3 separate regions of the Sus scrofa genome follow, and regions 2 and 3 are each linked to region 1. A link is a contact called in public Hi-C and HiChIP or PLAC-seq data. All regions are on one chromosome and are shown on one strand. The core of a region is the stretch at or near the end of the contact, and the rest is flanking DNA. Distances in the headings are between cores, read along the strand shown.

Region 1 (3,116 bases), core at 249-2,748:
CCATCATGGCTCAGCAGTAACAAACCCAACTAGTATTCATGAGGACTCAGGTTCCATCCCTGGCCTCACCCAGCGGGTTAAGGATCTGGCTGTGGTATAGGCCAGCAGCTGCAGCTCCAATTCAACCCCTAGCCTGGGAACTTCCACATGCTGTGGCCCTAAAAAAACAAAAACAAAACAAACAAAAATCCCATAGATTAAAAAACAATAACAATCCCACAACACTCCATAGAGGCTATAGTCACCCCTGTTGAGAACCATCTTTGAGATAAATGATGCTGAGGGAATATGCAGGAGGAATATGCCCCTGGATCTGAGGGAAGCAAGAGGAGGGATCTAGGAGGCTGCTTAGGTTGCTGGGCGGGCAGTGAGATGGTCCGTGGAGCCCTTTGTTAAAATGGGGAGCAGGTCTGGACCAGCAAATCTGCGGATGCTTGCGCAATGTGCGTGCAGTGACGGGGCGGGGCGGGGGGGGGGGGGGAGTCAAGCCAGTGTCACCTTCTTAGTATCTTACTCCATGTGCTTCTCTCCATCCCCATTCTGGTCACCTCCTCCCAAGAGGACAGCAGTGGCCCACCAGGTCTCCATTTCTCTGCCCCAGTCCATTTTTCAAGAGCTGCCAGAGCTTCCTAGACTGCACCCCGGTTCGCATCACTCCCCGCCCCACCCCAGGCTCGCATCACTCCCCGCCCCACCCCAGGCTCCAGCCTCTGATGGACAATCTCCTTTTAGTTTCTGGGCCGTTGTGCCCACGCCTTCCCACCACCCCCACCACCCCGCCCCCAGCAGTCTCCTTTCCCTTCACCCGTTAATCCTGCTCATCCTTCAGGCTTCAGAGCAAATGCCCCTTTTGCAGAGAAGCTTTTCCTTGACTTCCTAAGGAGCTAGCTGGGTTTCTGGACACAAAAGGAATTCATAAAAAAGACTGGCATAATTATTTTTAAAACATCTCGTAATTTGATTCGCTTCTTTCAAATCCCTGAGGGCAAGCCTAATCTACGTTGCTCACGGTTGAATACTGTATGGCAGCATTTAGTAGGCGCTCAATAAATATTTCATAAATAAATGAACGAATGAATTTCTGCAGACTGCTTCTCGGAGTTCAAGAAGCGGAGACCAGGAGGTTCTAATTTTCTCGTAGTTGAGCCTTTCCGCCCTAGGTATTACCCGCTGCTCAGCCCGCGAGCCTCGGTTTAGCAGGCAGGCGCAAGGGGTGGGCCTCTGGGGACCGAACTTGCTCGCCTACGCGCGCGCCCCCGACCCCCAGGCTGGAGGGCCGGGCGCGCGGAACACTGGGCGCGCGCGTCGGGCACGCGGGGGACGTGACTGGCTGGCCGAGCCTCCAGCCGCCACTAGAGTTCCGGCGCCGCGCACGCGCGACCCGCCCCGGTCGCTCCCCCCCGCCCCCCTCCTCGCTCAGGCCCGGCGCGCGCCGGCGCGGGAGGCGGGGGTGGGGGGGCGGGGACAGCGGCGGACGCCGAGGGGGAGGGGCGGGCCCGGCCCGGCTCGGCCCGGCCGCCCGCGCACGGCTCCTGGAGAGCCCCGGGCCCGGCCCGGGCGGCGGCGGCGGCTGTAGCCCGAGGCCTCGGCGGTGCCCTAACGCCGCGCCGCAGCCATGGCCCTGGTGACCCTGCAGCGTTCGCCCACGCCCAGCGCCGCCTCCTCCTCCGCCAGCAACAGCGAGGTGAGCCCCGGGCCCGCGGCCCCGGCCCGGCCGAGCAGCCGCTGCGCCAGGCCTGGGACGCGAGTGCGGGGCGCCAGGGAGTGCTCCGGGGGCAGCTTCGAGGGGTCCTTAGCCTGCGAGGACCCCGTTGGACTACCCCGCCCGGGCAGCCGAGCTGGGGTGACTGCTGGAAGCAGTGTGCGGGTGTGAGCGGGCGTGATCCAGTTGAGAGTGACTTGTGCTGAATGTGTGTGAGAGACCCCCTTGTGGGCGTGACTGTGCGTACGGATGTGACCATGTTGGGGGTGACTGCATGAGACTGTGTGAGAACCCCCCCCCCCCCGCAATCTGGAAGCAAGTGTGAGTGTGACTCCCACCTAGGGGTGACTGAGTGTGAGCTCCGACTGGGGGTGACTGTGCATGAGACTGTGAGTATGACCCCCATCCGGGGGTGACTGTGTGTGTGAGAGACAGTGACCCCTGTCTGGAGGTGACTGTGGGGGATACTGCATCTGGGACTAGGATTCCTGACCAGTGACTGTGTGAAATGATGTGGTTCTGTGATTCCAGACCTTGAGGCTGGTCTAAGCCCTTTCCCTGTGTGCCCAGCTGTGTGTATGCCAGCCTGTGTGTGCCTTTCCCTGAGTGACTCTGGCCTGTCTACTGGGACCTGTGCCTGTTCAATGCGGCAGGAGAGGAGGCCCAGGTGCTCCTGTGAAAGTGAGATTGTTCCCCGACTGCACACCCTTTGGAGTTCTGGCTCTTGGTGTGAGTGGCTGTGCCTCTTCGGGGGCCGGTGTCACGGTGTGACAGTGGCTGAGTGAGCTCAGGGTGCTGTGTGACTGTGTATCTTAAGTTTTTGTGTGCAGCTGAGTTTGAGTTTATCATTTGGGGCTGCATGTTTGTGTGCATCAGGCCGAGTGGCTGAGGCCAATTCCGGGGTTTCTGGGATGGCATGGGTGCTTTCTGGGGCTGAAAGGACACCTCTGCACTGTGCGGATTTCTGTGGGTCTGCTGGTGACCTGGCCTGTGTGAGGCTGGCTCCTTGCTCTGGGGTGGACTGGGGGATTGGTTCTCTGAGTACACAGTTGGGCTGGACTGCCCTAGGCTGGGCCTCAGGCCTCCAAGCAGGGGAACCAGTTAGGGCCTCTGGTCTAAACTCACATCCGTGGCAAGGCAGAGCCATGACCTGCAAGCACAGCTGCTGGAGGAGGAGATGGGGAACTGTTTAGAGAAGGGAGGGAGGGGAGGCTGGGGGAGGGGCCCTGCAGGCCCAGGAAGTGGCCCGCCTGCATCTGGGCCCCTTCTCCCTGCGGGAAGTTGCCTGATAACACAGAAAAGTTTGTATGTGTCTGTGAATGCTGAGGACCTGTCTGGGGTTTAACAGCCCTGTCTGTCCTGCCAGTACTGGTGGGGCAGCTCCTTGGCCTGTTTTGCTGGGACTGGCTGGAAC
Region 2 (2,834 bases), core at 177-2,676, 160 kb after region 1:
AGAGGTTGTCTCCTCCGGGAGCCTTCCTGGATGTACCAAGCTTCGGTAGCAAGAAGGTAACCTAATTTTTACTCAGCACTGAGCTTACCCGAGCGTCACACTGGTGACGTAGACTGTGGTTTCCTAGTGAAAAGGACATGTAATAACCACAGCTAACACTTAACCCACAGCCTGCCTTAGCATTATTCTGAGTGCTTTGTATTCATGTTACCACATTGGTCTCCAGACACGCCCAGTGAGGACAGGTTCATTATTATAGACTCATTTTATAGATGAGGAAACTCAAAGCCCCAAATGTTTAGGTGAATGTCCCCAAGGTCCTGCAGCTGATAGCAGAATCAGGATATTCCTCACCCCTGCACTGCATTGGAGGTGACTGTGTGCCAGGCAGTGTTAATGCATTTAATCCTCAAAGCAGCCCTAGGAAGTACAGGTCCTGATTCTTCCCTGCGCAGTGATGTTGAGCTCTTTGCCCAGGACCATCACAGTAAGAGGCCCCAGGCAGGATCTGCACCAAGGTCTCTGGCTTCAGAGCCCTTGCTCCAGCCAGCTGCTTGTCTTTGCTGTCTGGCTTCCAGTCTCATAGACACCTCTGCTTTTTTAGATTGTAAACCCCTTGAGAGCGGAGCCTGTGTTATCCTTCCCTCCTTGCCTGGTAACAGGCCTGTGCTGTGGTGGTTACTCAAGGAAAGAGCTACATGGCTGAGTGACTGAGATCGTGAGATGGGTTAGGTGCCTGGATGAAAATGCATAAGCCTTGTTGAGGAGACCATTGAATCTGCCAAAAGTGAGACAGAGGAGGGACAGAGAGGTTTCTCGTTTTCAAAATTGCATAATAAGCGTTTTGCTCCATCAAAATCTCCTGGCAATCCAAGGAAAAGATGAAACTAGAGAAAGGAGAAGATGAAGTCCTGTTATGAGCTCTACTTCCACCCTCATATTTAAGCAGGAAATGCTGGTTATATCCAAAGCCTCCCATCACTCCACGCCTCATTAGGGATTTAGAAAAGGCACTATTTAATCATGGTGGGTCAGGCACTGAAGGTTTTACGATCCCTGTGGGAAAAATCCAGCAGCCAGTGGTCACACTGCCATCTGGAGGCGTCAGGTGGTATATCACTACTCTTTCTGTTGTAAGCGTGGGTCAGAATTCGTCTTGCAAAATGCATTTCCTGTTGAGTCACCAAAGTCCTGTTTCATAATTGTTCCTCTCCCGACTTTGTGCTTTGATCAAATCATTAGTTGTTTTCTGTTCCTTCTGTTCAAAATTTTAGTCCTGTTTTATATTCAGATAACCAAGTTCAGTGTGGAGCAGTTTTACTGATCATAAATCCTTGAATAAAAATGGTGCGTATCAGGGTGAAAGCAAAGAGGTAATGATGGATGGTAGCAGATGCCCATTCCCCCAGGGGAGAGGGGCCTGGGTCAGAGTCTGCCCCTTTCGGTGGAGAGAGGCAGTGGTCTGGGGGAGGGGTTAGGGGAGGCCAGGTAGATTCCTAGATTCCTTTTGCCTCTCGTGCTTGCTCACATCTGCCTTGTCATCATCATCATCATCATCATATTTTAGGGCCTCACCCATGACATATGGAGGTTCCCAGGCTACGGGTTGAATCAGAGCTGCAGCTGCCAGCCTACACCACATCTGCGACCTGCACTACTACAGCTCACAGCTATGTCAGATCCTTAACCTGCTGAGCGAGGCCAGGGATTGAACCCACATCCTCATAGATACTGGTTGGGTTCGTTACTGCTGAGCCACCATGAGAACTCCTTTTTTTATTTTTATTTTTATTTATTTATTTATTTATTTTTGTTTTTTGTCTTTTTTGTTGTTGTTGTTGTTGCTATTTCTTGGGCCGCTCCCGCGGCATATGGAGGTTCCCAGGCTAGGGGCCGAATCGGAGCTGTAGCCACCGGCCTACGCCAGAGCCACAGCAACGCGGGATCCGAGCCGCGTCTGTGACCTACACCACAGCTCACGGCAACGCCGGATTGTTAACCCACTGAGCAAGGGCAGGGACCGAACCCGCAACCTCATGGTTCCTAGTCGGATTCGTTAACCACTGCACCACGACGGGAACTCCGAGAACTCCTTTTTTTAAATGTTTTTTTTTTTTTTTTAATTTTTTCGGCTTTTTTTTTTTTTTTAACTTTTATTTTTTTGATCACAGCGTTCAGCACCTTGATGTGGGATCTTAGTTCCTAGATCAGGGATTGAATGTGGTGCCACAGCAGTGAGTGCGAGTCCTAACCACTAGACCACCAGGGAACTCCCTGCCTTGTTGAAAATTTGTTGAATGAGCATTCAGGAGAAATTAAGTGATGTCCTAAACTGAGGCCCTCAAAAGGCAGGTTTATGAATGATCATGTAATTCATGACTTTGCTGCATTCTTCAGGATGGCAGGCAGACTTTTTGTTGTGATTTTTTGTGGGACAGCAGAACTGAGCTGAACCCTAACCACTCCCAATCCAGACTCTGCCTTCCACTGAGCGATTGAAAACAGACAGTTGTTTGTCTCCTCCTTAGAAATCCCCAACAAAGGAAAATTCTGTTTCTCACTTGTTCCACTGTTGAGCATGAGTTTTTCACTGGCAAGTGCTAAATTTCTTATGAACTAGTTCCCTAAAATCTTTTTTTGGTAGAAAATTTACTTGTTTTTTAATCGTCATACAGAGGAAGGTAATGTTTTAAACTGTAGCCTTTTCATAAACTTAAATGTTAGCTAATAGCTGGTTTTAACGGCTTTTAACTGTATGTAAAAAGTAATTCACATACAGGTCACCCATTTAAAATGTACAGCTCAGTGCTCTGTAGTATATTCACAGGTGTGCA
Region 3 (3,107 bases), core at 69-2,568, 210 kb before region 1:
AAAGAGGTTAAAAGAAACTATGTTATCTCAGTCTTTTAAAGACCTTTAACTGTGCAGTTGAGAAACATCATGGCTGTATTTTTCCCTTTTAGCGTAAAAAGGACGCTGAACGAGGAAAAGGAGATCACGAAGGCAGTATCCTAAAACGTAGGCTTGGCCGGCTATATGAACAAGATAAAGGGCCCGCAGCCTGAACGATTACCTTTATAAAATATGGTTTCCCGAACTCGCCGCTGAGGTGCTTCTTCCAACTCTCACCAAAACCCACCGGCACGTTGCGCGCTGCAAGCCTGAGCAGCGCAGCGGCCTTGTTTCTCTGGATTCGGGCCAACTGCTCGGGGCTTAGTGGCGACGAGGGCGGCGTGCCGGGCTCCTCCTGCCCTGTCCGGATCTTCTTGACGGAGCTGGCCTGCAAGTGGTCCCCGCAGAGGCGGGTCACCAGCTGCAGAAGGCCTCCCCCAGGGGCCCGCAACTTCCGCCCCCAACCCAACAGCCCAGGGCAAAGAACACCCATTCGTAGGGTTTCAGCCCTACCGCGTAGGTCTGTGCAAAACTGGACTCTGGGAACCCAGAGCTGATCCCAGTTCGGCACTAGCAGGCTGGTGCCCCAAATTTCGAGTTTGGCACCAAAACAGGGCGGGAGAATGGCTAGAAGAGGGACCGCGGCGTTCCGGGAGGAGCTCGCGGGGAGGCGGGCCGGGCACCCAGACGCCCCGCCTCCCCGCGGGTCCCGCCACTCGCGTCCCCACGTGGCCTTTTCGCGGCAAAACCTCTCCTCGAGGGCCCGCCCTCCCTCCTCTGATTGGAGGGCCGGCCCAGCAGGGCCGCCCCCTCGCTTCTGAATGGTGACATGGTCCCCGAGGGTCGCCCCCATTGGCTGATCCCTCACCATGGCCGCCGTCTGGGCACCAAGGCGGCTGTTTTGAACACGTGGAGGCCCCAGCTTACCCAGTCAGGGATACGTTCCTGCAACTCCTAAGTCGCGCAGGGGCTGCCAGCCTCCTCGCCCTCATCACCCTCCTCACCCTCTTCGCCCTCCCTTCTCTCCCCTGCCCCGGGCCCATAAGCGGCCCCCGCCGCGCCTCACCGTCACATCCCCATTCTCGACTACTGCAGCCACGCCAGTCCCCAGGTCGTCTGGCTCGGGGCTGCAGGCACGTCGCTTCCCGGAGGCATTCGGGGAGAAGAAGGAGTAGAGCGTCTTCTGGCCAATCATACTGGAGCCGAGGAGGGAGCGAGAGCGCGACGCCAGGAGACCCGCGAGGTTGGCGCCAGCTGGAGCGATGAGCAGTTGGCGCCAAGCGGCCCGCGCATGCTCCGACTTGCGGTCTGGGCGGGGGGCTGTAGAGGGTCTAGTGCGCATGTGCGGGAGGGGCTCCTGAGCCATGGCCCTGGGGCAACATGGGGCTGTGAACTGTTTGGAGTGGGCGGGGCTCCTCGGTTCGATTCAGTTCTGTACTTTGTTTCTTTATTCCTATTCATTTTACCTCTGCCTTGGGCAAGTCCCTCCACCTCTCAGAAGCAAAAAGAAGATAAAAGTACCTTCCCCTAGGGTTGTTGTGGGAATGAAATTAGCATTCAAGTTTTGCATTCAAAAACATTATCCAATTTTCACCACCTGTTTTACTGACGACAAACTAAGGCCCAGAGGCCCAACCTGTAAGGTTTGGGGGAGACTTTAATAGAGGTTAGGACGATTAAACTTAAAACCAGTCACCCTCCCAAAGGCACCACCATTCACCCCCAGTACCTGCAAGTCTCTTCCTTTCTCCGGGGAACATCCAAACCATCACATGTAGTCTTGGTTATATCTCCAAAATAAAGTCAAACGCCGCTCTGTCTCCTGGCTACTACCAAGTCATCTTTTTTGAAATGTAAACTACCCTTTAATAATCCCCAGGTTAAAACTGTATAGTTTCCAAACATGCCTGGAATGAAATCCCTGCTTCTTACCCTGCTGGTAAGGCTGCTGACACCCCACCCCCGTCCCGGTGACACGATGAAGCTGGCTCTCAGCATATTCACAGGCACCCCTTGTGTGGTCTTTACACCTTGCACAAACTGCCTCTCTATCTGGAAAATTTCAGGTCTCAGCTCAAGACCCCACTTTCAAAGGGCCTTCTCCTGCCCCATTTTCTAGCAGGTCACTCTATTTGTAGCTTCTGTTCTTTCTAAAATTATTTATTCTTTCCTTGTTTATTTCTGTCTCCATCTCCAAAATGTAACCTGTGTGAGGGCAGGGACTTTATCCTTGCTACTGTTGTGTTTCAGAGCCTAGAACAAGGGGCTTGATGTGTAAGAAGAAGAGAGGCTCTTAATTTTCAATTATTTTTCAAATGATAAAATAAAAGCCACTTTGAAAAATTTCACAGTGCTGTATAAAATGACACATACACTTACAGTGTGCCCCTGCGATCCCACTCCTGTGTATTTACCCAAGTTAAATTAAAATCTATATTCAGGAGTTCCCATCGTGGCGCATGGAATTGATTCTGACTAGGAACCATGAGGTTGCAGGTTCAATCCCTGGTCTCCATCAGTGGGTTAAGGATCTGGCGTTGCCATGAGCTGTGGTGTAGGTCGCAGACGGCGACTCGGATCTGGTGTGGCTGTGGTGTAGGCTGGCAGCTGCAGCTCCGATTAGACCCCTAGCCTGGGAAACACCATATGCCATGGGTGCGGCCCTGAAAAGGCAAAAGACAAAAAAAAAAAAAAAAAAAAAAACTATATTCACACAAGAGTTCATACATGAGTGGATTATTTGTATTTTCCCCAAACCGGAAACAACCCAAACGTCCCTTAAGTGGCAAGTGGGTGAACAAACTGTAGGTCATAAGTACCCTGGCAGCTACTCAGCAATAAAAAGGAATAAACAATGGATGCAAACAACATGCATACATCTTAAAAGCATTTGGCTAAGTGAAAGATGTGTGACACAGAAGGTTGTATATTGTATCATTTCATTTACAAGAAATTCTGGAAAATCAAAACTCTAGGGACCCAAAATACATCAGTGGTTGCCAGGGGCTGGGCAAGGGGAAGAGTTGATAACTAGGAGGCTTGGGGGAATTTTATGGGATGATGGAATTGTTCTGGACCTTGATTGT

The links. Hi-C and Micro-C count contacts between places; a contact is called where the count stands out from the background. HiChIP or PLAC-seq counts read pairs in DNA pulled down with a chosen protein or histone mark.
Region 2: a contact with region 1 is called in a Hi-C map of mesenteric adipose tissue, with 2.5 times the contacts expected there. The contact joins the enhancer-like site here to the promoter of SSH1 in region 1. A contact is called at or near these places in 2 of 5 promoter capture datasets (fetal liver and liver), 25 of 47 Hi-C or Micro-C datasets (alveolar macrophages, blood, brain and 13 more) and 2 of 2 datasets of contacts at active chromatin or transcription factors (alveolar macrophages and skeletal muscle).
Region 3: a contact with region 1 is called in an H3K27ac HiChIP or PLAC-seq map of alveolar macrophages. The contact joins the promoter of UNG here to the promoter of SSH1 in region 1. A contact is called at or near these places in 1 of 5 promoter capture datasets (fetal liver), 3 of 47 Hi-C or Micro-C datasets (embryonic fibroblasts, heart right ventricle and omental adipose tissue) and 2 of 2 datasets of contacts at active chromatin or transcription factors (alveolar macrophages and skeletal muscle).

What each region holds. Positions count from the first base shown.
Region 1 is chr14:41,962,448-41,965,563 of Sscrofa11.1, forward strand. It overlaps SSH1 (protein phosphatase Slingshot homolog 1), which reads left to right and starts at 1,499. Exons shown (of 16, transcript XM_001929329.5): 1 at 1,499-1,684. The coding sequence starts at 1,616.
Region 2 is chr14:42,127,310-42,130,143 of Sscrofa11.1, forward strand. The region is part of intron 3 of CORO1C (coronin-1C); the gene reads left to right. Among named protein-coding and RNA genes, the nearest start is that of SELPLG, 30 kb to the right of the region's middle. Within about 2 kb of position 1,427, at least 33 of the 83 cell types and tissues checked have an H3K27ac peak or open chromatin away from gene starts, as enhancers often do. A contact at or near this core is called in alveolar macrophages, fetal liver, fetal skeletal muscle and 6 more, where this site is marked.
Region 3 is chr14:41,756,523-41,759,629 of Sscrofa11.1, forward strand. It overlaps UNG (uracil-DNA glycosylase), which reads right to left and starts at 1,319. Exons shown (of 7, transcript XM_003132925.6): 1 at 1,088-1,319; 2 at 203-409. The coding sequence starts at 1,216.